3 separate regions of the Mus musculus genome follow, and regions 1 and 3 are each linked to region 2. A link is a contact called in public HiChIP or PLAC-seq data. All regions are on one chromosome and are shown on one strand. Each heading gives the region's core, a stretch centred on a gene start, on an enhancer-like site or on the middle of the called end of the contact. The rest is flanking DNA. Distances are from core to core; before and after follow the strand shown.

Region 1 (3,297 bases), core at 132-2,631, 70 kb after region 2:
AAGGAACTGGCTAACCTGGGCTGAAAATCCTTACTGATATATGCCCACAAAGCTCTCCCACACGCATGCCCGCGAAACTGTCCCACACACATGCCCATGAAGCTCTCCCACATGCATACCTGCAAAGCTTTTACCACATGCATGCCCACGAAGCTCTCCCTCACGCATGCCCACAATGCTTGTCATACTTCCTGATGGGCTCTAGATTTGGGGCTGAAGTAAAAAAAAAAATCACTCACCAGAGTGGCACATGTCTTCCCAGTCATACTGCCGGGGCACAGGTGTCACAGAAACAGATGTCAGAGCACCTGTTTCCACAACCTAGGCCAGCTCCATAAAAGCCAGTAGATATGGCTGCTAAATTTACAGAATTCTTCTCATTAATTCAAATCTCGTTTGGGGATCCCTTCTCCTTTGAACTCTTCCTGACTCAACAAATCGTGGGTGAACAGAGGATCTCTAACAGCTTCGGCTGCTAACAGTAGACTGGCCTCCATCTGACCTCACAAATGGCCCTTTAAGAGCACTGGGCATTTCTCTTTTTAGATTCTCCACTGCTTTAGTTTTGGGGAGCTGGTGCCAAGAACAGGGCCCCTCTTCTCCAGGAGAAGTGGAAAAGAATCTATGCAAAGCAGGGACTTGGCTGACTTGGGGGCCTTCTCTGGCCCCTTTGTACACAGTGGAGAGAGGCAACGATCCAAATGGATCTTGGCAGGTGGAGCTGGCAAGGCACTTCTGGGCAGTGGACAACCTACGCAGCCATCCCAACACCCCCTGAATGCCAGACCCCATGAAAGTCAGACACTTAGAAAGCAAGGATCATGGGGAGGAGACAGTGGAGAGGGTAAGATGGTGAGAGGGAGGAACGGTCGATTTGTCAGAGACGGGAGGTTGCCACGGGAAGACGGACAGAATGACAGAGGTATAGGTGTGCATAAAACAGCAGGGTGAGGAGCCCCCAAACCAGAAAGCTCTCCCCCACTCCCTGGGATGCTGTGAGCCTTTCCAGTACAGGTTGTGAACGTCAGATGAATTTCTGCAGATGTATAGTTTAGAAACCAGTAAATTAGACATAATGTTTTTTGGCTAAGGTTGGGTTTTGGTGAGCTGACCCATGTTAAGAATGCAAGTGTGGAATGCAAAGGCACTTGGGTCATGCCAAGTTTGGAGGACTGCCAGGCCTCCACACTGTATCCCATTGTTCACATGAGAACCAAGCCCTCAGCTTCAACTAGTCAGAGCTGCTTGGGGAAGAAGGCAGGTGTGAGCTGAGTATGTCACTGCCACCTACGACAGAGGAAGAAGCAGACCCGTTGGAATGCCATAGTAGATACAAGGGCATCTGAGCTCAGGACCTGTTGGAATTTAGGGTCTGGTTCTTCAAAGAGAAGTTATTGATCTCACCCACATGAAAGCCATGCACAGGCGCTCACAGTGGTCTGAAGGACAGGCAGGGACACCTCTCTGGGGCTAACTGCCTAGCGGGTCCAGCCAAATGGGCCAGCTCTGGGTTCAGAGAGGACAAAGCCAAGGTGAAGAGTGATGAGAGACAGTGTCTGTTAACCAGTGGCTCCCGTGTCTGCACATACACTCCTGGCTGCACACACATGCGCACACACGTGTACACAAAACGAAGTTAAAATCGATGTCACTCTGACCTGCCGGAGCCGTGGTGAAGACGAGGGCCTGAAGCAGGAACTGGTATCAGTTAGGTTACTTGCCTGAGCTGTAGTTTATCTGTTAACTCTCTCAGTTAATAAAAAGGAGGGAGACCATGAACATGCCTGGGATTTTCTCCTCTATTTGTCATGGGTTGACGACGTGCATCTGTTCATATGCTGCAATGTTGACCCCCGTCCCAGAAGGCAACCTTATTTGGAAATGGGGTTCAGGTTCTATGGGCAAGCTTGGCCCCAAATCCAGTGTGGCTGGTGTTCTTATAAAAGGGAACATGTGGATGCAGACTCAGAAGCCTTTGGGGCTATCATGAGTTCTCCTGCTGTAGAGGCCTGGCCTCACCCATCCTAATTGTATCCTTACACCTGGGCCACTGTCCCTTCCTATTGCTCTAAAACATCCAGATGTAAATCTTTGGTCACTGTAACCCTGGCAATTTAATCTACTGATGTTCCTCCAAGAAAGCAATCTTTTTGTGGTCACCTGAGGCCACAAGGTTGACTCATCAGACTTCCACTCTCCAGCTTCCATCTCTTTAGTTACATATGACATCTTTGGCACTTAGTTAGGAAGTACTCAGACTGCAGGCAGCTCTGCACCTTCCTCTACAGGGGCTGCACTCAGCCTGCAGGAGGCACTCGGCCTGCCCTTGGGAGCTTCATTGTGTCATGGCTGATGGTTTGTGTAAATCTGAGAGCAACAGTCCCCAAGATTAGATTTAGGTAACTGCTTAGTTTTTATTCTTTTAGTATACTTCCACTGGGTCCTTGCAAAATCCTGCCTCCTGTCTTGAAACTTACAAAATGTATTAGAATATGTCCAATTGCTAATAACATGGCCCATAAATTTGGTACGTTTTAATGAAAAGAGACTTATTTTGGCTCAGAATTCTGTGGTCAAGGTCCTCAAATAGCAGGAGACAGGAGGTATGTTTATGCTTGGGTTTGGTCTTTCCCCAACCAGGGTCCACTCTAACCAATAACTTCCTTGAAGCCCCACCTGAAACACTGTTCAAATTATACATCCACCCACTTAAAGTCTCCCAGTGGAGGTTATGTTTCAGCACATCACCCACCACGGCATGGCACTGCCTACCAAGACTGCACAGGTATCCTCAACTTAATACTGAAGACCAGAATAATCCTAGAGAAAAGTAGCTAGACCAGGAACCCTTTGGCTTGTCCGAGAGTGAGGAAGCGGAAAGATAATTAATATACTTCCAGGAAGCATGTTTGAAGATGTTCTGTGGCTACGAGGAAAAAAAAATATGTTATTAGAACAATTTAAATACAAACCCCAAACCCATCCCGGGAAGCAGATAAGAGAACAGTATTAGGAAGAAGGGACTGGGACCAACCCCACTGAAACCCCGAGAACTGTCAGAGAGACCACAGGATGCTGTGCCTGGCCGCTGCTCTGGTAAGAGCTTTGCCCCTCCCCTTGGAAGCCTGAAACAGATTGATTTCCTTGCTCAGAGCAGGTGAGGACCCAGCGAAACTGAAAGTCAGTATCTGTCTGTCTGTCTGTCTCTCTCTCATATTAACTTGTTGGGCATGGTGGTGCAGAAATGACAGATCTCCTCGTGAGCCTGAAGCCAGCCTGTCTACATAGAAACCAGGA
Region 2 (3,057 bases), core at 16-2,515:
CCCATGTCAGGCAGTTCACAACCGGCTGTGACTCCAGCTCTAGTGGATCCAAACGGTCTATTCTGTCTGCGGGAACCTTAACTCACATTTGCGTACTCACATGCAAATACATACACCTACCCACCATTAAAAATAATACTAAAAGTAAATCTAAAAAAGAAAAAGGGATGAAAATGACATGGAAGCAGAAGCTGGCAGAGAGCCCACTGTTGGGTTCCCGACTGGAGAAAGTTTAAAGTTTGCTGTGGCCATGCTTTCTTTTACAGTCAGGTTACCTTCTTTGGGACGTGTCATTGGGTGATGTGGTCATTGTACAGACATCAGCTTGTACCTGGGCACACCTAGGTAGTACAGCTTCCTATATAGCTAGGAATTGTGTCACCCAGCCTTCTACATACGCAGGCCTTTTTCCCTAGGAAAATGTGTTATGAGGCTCGTGACCATATGGAAAACATTTAGAATATCTGGCACAAGGTTAAAGGTGTTCCTGTTACTAAAATATACTTAAGTCATGTTCTTCCCATATAAAGGAAGGAATGAGGAACGACAGGGACTCTGTAGATCTATGTGTATCCTGGCGGAGCACACAATGCTTACCTCTTACCATTTGTCTTTCTCATTTGTGCCACAGCTCTTGTCCATGAAGTGACAGGGCCCCACACATACATCCAGGGTTTTTAATCCCCCTGAACAGTTCTGCTATGTTCTGGGCCTCTGAGCCTTTCATCAGCCAGCTAGCAGGCTAGAGAAAAGTAAACTTACTTGCCTTCTGTTTTCTATATAGACTAAATCCAGACATAGGGGAGAACTGACACTACAGGCTGTTGGTGCTGCCCAGAACAGCACCTTAGTTAGTTTGTCATGGGCTGAGTGGTTTGCCCAGAAAGCATGAACCTCATGTGCATGGAAAAACACTTACCAGTGTGGACCTTATCATTTGGGTTTCTCTCATTTGCTTATCAGGCTAACCAAGTGCACTCTCAGTCAGTCTGCACAATTGGCCTCAGTGTCTCACCCTCTGCTGTTAATAATTAAGGTCTCTTACATGGACCTACAGTTAGTATTCTGGTCACATATGTTAATTAACCTGATGGCACTGGCATTTGAAGTGCAAATATTTTTTGAAAAAAAAAAAGATAAAAATATGTCAGTCCCCTGAGGATGACTGACCTTTGAATCAGGCGTTTCTTTAGGATGAGTCAGCTCAGTGCAGATAGGATCTGTCCCACAGATTCAGGGGGCTAAGAACTGTTTGGAAAGCACTGAGATTTACCATAGAGGTCGGATGGATGGGGCCCCTCTGTGTACAAAGGGCAGTGAGCGGAGTGGCTGGAATTGCTGAGTCAGTAGACTTGGTGTGCCAGCATCTGCGTGAGCTCTTAGAGCAAGCCACAGGACTCTTAAGGGTAGCCTAGATGTTTGCAGCCTCACCTGCCACAATCAACCCGACAGCTTGGCCTTCTCTATAATGGCAGCCAAACAAGGAAAGCACCTTGATCTTTGCTCTGTGGTCATCTGTTTCCCGTTTGGGCTTTATGGAAGCATCTGAAACAGGCAAGCTGTCTATGTGCCTGTGACTGACAGCTGTTAATGACATGCCTGCCCACTCCAGGTTCATCTTTGAGATGAGACAGAGTCTCTACTTGTAGCTTCCAGTTGGCCTCCAGCTCATTATGTAGGCTTACACCGCTCTTCCTCTCTCACCTTTGAGTGCTGCGGTACAGGCGTGCCCCACCATGCCGGGCTTTGCCCATGTGTTCTTTGTCACCTGTGTTTTTCAGCGTAGCCTTCCCTGAGTTGTGGAGGTGAGGGTACTCAGCTTTCATGGTTAGAAACTAGAGGCTTGGGACGCTAATCTAATCTTTGTCGGGCTAAGCTGAGGAGCCAGGGGAAGAAAACAGAAGCATCCAGGGCCAGTTCTTGTCTGGAGCAGCAATTCAGAACAGACCTTGGACTTGAGACTGCCTTCTTAGGAGCCAAGGAGCCTTTTATAACATATCAAGGATTACCCGATCTCAACGCTGCACGGCTCTTTTTGTATTTATTAACTCACGGGGTTTGGAAATGACCGTCCCTTTCCATGTTATAGTATACCGGTAGTTCCTCATTGCACACACTGGAAGGAAGGATCTTGTCTGGGTTCTCTGGCATAAAGGGCAGTTGCAGTTTGGAACTACTGTGGACGTGCACTATCAGACCTATTTGATTCAAATGTAGCTTAATCTCAAGATTAAAAGTGAAATTACTTCTCATATCTCTATTACTGCCTGGGGGCTGGGGGGGTGGGGGGAGACAATTTGGTATCTAATGCCCTTTAGGCTTCTAGTTCGGTTTTGACTTTGATTTCCAAGCTGAACTGAGTTGTGTGTCTATAACAGACGTCATTTCTAGGCTAGATGCACTTGATAACCCCACTCTTCCTTCTCCTCCTTTGCTTCTAATAAGGAATCTAGAAAGGAAGCAGACTTGGAGTTCGGATAAAGTGCTTTTCATACAAGCATGAGGATCAGGGTTCAAATCCCCAGAACCCTGTTAAAAAGCCATCTGCTATGGCAAAGAGAGGCCTGTGGATCAGGCCAGTTAACCTGGCTTTCACAGCACTGACCAAGAGACCATGTCTCTGACTAGGTTGGAGGTAAAGTTTGAGACCCATAGTTGTCCTTTAACCTATGCACGCAGCACACTGAACATGTGTGTGCACGTGTGAACATACATACCACACAGCATATACATACCTGCATTTTAAAAGTCTGGGGAAATTGCACTTTTATCACTCTTTAGTGTTTTCCTATTTCTATTTCACCTGAACACCCTTGGTGGAAGGTGGTTCTGCAGACAGATGGTTTCAGCCTAGGTATTTTCAGAGCCTTTTTTTTTGTCCAGTGCCCCAGCTCCACTGTCTGAGCACCCGGCTGACTCTAGGTCAGCGTGAGATATTCCTGCATACCACCCACTTGTTCAGCGGGTTCCTGTCCGCCCGCTGTTTATCCGGGCAGCACCACAGAGGAAGAGCATGCTTAAATGCTTAAATGTGGAAACGACTCCTGGCATGTCAGA
Region 3 (3,137 bases), core at 157-2,656, 90 kb after region 2:
ACTGTTGTATTCAAACAAAGAATTCCACGGCCTAGACTTGGGAAGGGCCTTTCTCCTCTTTCCACAAGCATTAAGGGCAGCCTTTCTAGCTCAGCAGCTGAGTGTTCTTTTTAAACATATTGCTCAGCTAACAAACTGAAAAGGACCATGTCTGTGAAATCCTCAAGGACTGTGGGAAGATCATTCTCAAGGTTAAGCGACAAATACAACCTAAAGTTGCAGAGGCAGGAGACAAGTTTTCCTCAAAATACTGAGTTAGGATGGCCTTTCTAGAGTGAGGGTTTTCTCCGAGAAACTAGAGAAGCCTGTTTATCTGAGGGGCAACCGAGGGTCATTCTAAGTGCACACCTGACCTGCTGCTGGCTCTGCCCTTGTTTACTGGGTGCTGGCACACAGGCCCTCTCTAAGGCCCCCTGGAACTGAGTAAACAGGACTGCTGTGACTCAGGAAGGACAAAGCCTGCCCACTGCAGGGCTCCGGGAGTGTGAGCGGCTTGCGGTTGGCTTGGTGGGAACTCACCAGGGATCCTTCCACTGCGAAGGCCTTGTTTGTATCTGTGGGTTGGAGCTGGTCAGTGTCTCCCTGCTGCCCGTGTTGGGCTTGGGCTTGGGCATCTGGAGTCAAAGGCACTCTTCTCTCGGTTGGGACCATCTGTTTCTTGGCCTTCGCTCATGCTTTGGCTTGGAAATGTTCAGAGAGGGCCTCAGAAATGAAAACACTTATTCTGAGCTGCAGTAATTACTTAAGTACTTAAGCACTTTAAACTCCGTGGACCCTATTGCTTTCTTGCAATGCAGCCCCTCCTGGATGTGGCAGGACTGAGACAATGGCCTTGGTCATGGGGAAAGTGACTGCATTTTATCTTTAATAAATAGTTTTACCACTCCCTTAGTGCAGGTGAGTGGGTGTGTGTGCCTGTTTCAGAGAGGAAACAAAGACTCCCTCTGATTCTAGTTCCCCAATCTCCCACCTTCCTAACTGCTCTGTTTGAAAATATTTTCTTCTGAAATAGGCAAAGGGAAAGGAACATTTTCCAAGATTCAGCAACTTTCTCTCCATACTGAAGCGAGAGCAAGAGATGTGCTGCAAAATAGGAAATCCTAATATTCTTATAATTATCTATTTTTAGTTTGAGACAGGGTCACTCTACATATCCCTGGCTGTCCTGGGACTCTATGTGGACCAGGATGACCTTGAACGCACGGAGATCCATGTGGCTCTGCTTCCCAAGTGCTGGGATTAAAGGTGTGCACCACCACACCTGGCCTCTTCTAATGAAATGATGTTACCTGAGCAATGTTTCCTTGTACTTTTTTCTGCTTCAGTAAAGCTCTGAATAGAACATGACCAGAACACCATGTGCTGCTTTGTGTCTGGTTTAGGGTACTGCAGGCAAGCTAAGCCTTCTGTGCTCCACCAGGAGAGGGTTGTTTTCAATGCTGCCTGTCACACACTTTTATAACCAAAAGTATAATAATGCTATCTCTGGTGGGACCTGGGAAGGTGAGGTGACTTCAGTGTTAGCTGTGCAAACCCAGTGTCTTGTCTGCCTTTCCACAAGAGCCTCACACAAGGCTCTTTTATAAAAAGCTTGAAGCATCAAAAAGCACGGTTTTCAGCAATGTATCTGGAAACCATGAGAGCTGCTTCTCTGTGTGGTTATTCTGAGCCTCTATTTTTGTCATTCGAAGTGGCAAAACATCAGGTGACTCATCAGCTGATCTAACCACACATGAAACAGGATGTAGTGGAAATCTCAAGAAAGGCCTGGGTGCCCTGCTCAAAGGCTGGTGACTAAAATTAACACACCAAAGCTAAACAAGAGGCAAACAGGACTGTAATCAACAACCCGAACCCCACTTTACAAGTCAGGAAACAACTCACTGCATTGTTTACTGTCTGATCTCAAAGGGGAAAATAATGAGAAGACAAGGAAACCTTAAGTTTCATTCTCCCCACCACAAGACAGAAGGGTGGTCGTTAGCTCCGTTAACTGATGTGGTGCCCTACCAGGAAGAGCACCTAAATCCAAGGAAACAAATTCTCTGCCAAGTGCAAGTGGTGCCAGACTTGTAACTAGTACCTTACAAAAACTTAGTAATTCATTTTCAGAATTTCTACTTAGTGTGTATCTTTGCGTATATACACTTTAGTGTGGAGATTCACAAACTGTGCACACAACAGAGTCCAGAAGAGGGACCAAGTGTCCTGTCGAGTAGTAGTCTTATCTCCTTTGAGATGGAGGCCCTTAGAAGCCATCAAGACCCACGAATCTGGCCTTTGACACCCCCCATGCCCCCTGGGGCTTACTAAGTGGATGCTGGGAGCAGAACTCTCATCCTTGTGATTTCACAGCAAACCTTCTGAATCACTAAGCTGCCTTTCCGGTCCAATGATAATCTTTCTCTCCTGCATTTGCAATCAATCAAACAGGGTCTCTCAAAACCTGACTAGGGAGATGCGCTTTTAGAGGTGACTGTCAGACACACGTGGATAGACTTACTGGATGGTTTATGCAGGAGACACACATGGACAGAGTTAGCTTTTATACAGTACCTCTTTTCACCTGGGCCAGTAACTCCAAATGCACTTATTAGCAAGACTTGACATCTACTTCTGTACAAACAATGTCAACCAATATACAAGCTGAGACCACAGACAAGAACCGAAAGCCTTTCTACTTGAAAAAGAAGTCCTTAGTGTACAAGGAGAGAGGGGATGAGAGCAGAACTGCTCCAACCCAGCAGCCGTGAGGACTCACTAAGAGAAAACTCTTCCTTCTGCTCAAGAGGGTAAAAAATCTCTGGTCTGGGCAAAAATCGAACACTAAGTTATCCAACATGAGGAGTGAATGTGACCCAGCAGGTCAACCACCGGGCCAAGGGACCACAGCAGGGAGGTGGGAGCACCTTTAGGGAGGCAGACTCAACTTCAGCCTTGTTGAAGAGATAGGCAAAATAAATTCCTTTAAGGAGATACTTTTGCTCCCCAGAATTCCTATGCCCGAGCCCAAGCTGCCATGGAGCTCAGCTTGCTCCCTATGCCAAAAGGTCCGACTCCTTCCCTTTTTTGTTCCCAAGTATGCTTTCTCTAGCAGCTGGGGGTTCCTAGCAGCTGGGGGTTCCTTGCTTTATCCT

The links. HiChIP or PLAC-seq counts read pairs in DNA pulled down with a chosen protein or histone mark.
Region 1: a contact with region 2 is called in an HNF4G HiChIP or PLAC-seq map of pancreatic cancer cells. The contact joins two enhancer-like sites. A contact is called at or near these places in 9 of 484 Hi-C or Micro-C datasets (the G1E-ER4 cell line, the HL-1 cell line, cardiomyocytes and 5 more), 6 of 115 datasets of contacts at active chromatin or transcription factors (bone marrow-derived macrophages, effector CD8 T cells, embryonic stem cells and 3 more) and 3 of 9 other capture datasets (adipose tissue, liver and pancreatic islet).
Region 3: a FOXA1 HiChIP or PLAC-seq map of pancreatic cancer cells shows a contact between it and region 2. The contact joins two enhancer-like sites. A contact is called at or near these places in 4 of 484 Hi-C or Micro-C datasets (CD4 T cells, embryonic fibroblasts, nephron progenitors and 1 more), 5 of 115 datasets of contacts at active chromatin or transcription factors (effector CD8 T cells, embryonic stem cells, extraembryonic endoderm stem cells and 2 more) and 1 of 9 other capture datasets (embryonic stem cells).

The regions. Positions count from the first base shown.
Region 1 is chr15:27,574,915-27,578,211 of GRCm38.p6, forward strand. The region is part of intron 8 of Ank (progressive ankylosis); the gene reads left to right. Among named protein-coding and RNA genes, the nearest start is that of Mir7117, 5.1 kb to the left of the region's middle. Within about 2 kb of position 1,382, at least 47 of the 459 cell types and tissues checked have an H3K27ac peak or open chromatin away from gene starts, as enhancers often do. A contact at or near this core is called in pancreatic cancer cells, where this site is marked.
Region 2 is chr15:27,505,381-27,508,437 of GRCm38.p6, forward strand. All of the region lies in intron 1 of Ank (progressive ankylosis), which reads left to right. Among named protein-coding and RNA genes, the nearest start is that of Gm29901, 15 kb to the right of the region's middle. Within about 2 kb of position 1,266, at least 58 of the 459 cell types and tissues checked have an H3K27ac peak or open chromatin away from gene starts, as enhancers often do. A contact at or near this core is called in embryonic fibroblasts and pancreatic cancer cells, where this site is marked.
Region 3 is chr15:27,595,240-27,598,376 of GRCm38.p6, forward strand. It overlaps a transcript of Otulin not described here. Among named protein-coding and RNA genes, the nearest start is that of Mir7117, 25 kb to the left of the region's middle. Within about 2 kb of position 1,407, at least 254 of the 459 cell types and tissues checked have an H3K27ac peak or open chromatin away from gene starts, as enhancers often do. A contact at or near this core is called in embryonic fibroblasts and pancreatic cancer cells, where this site is marked.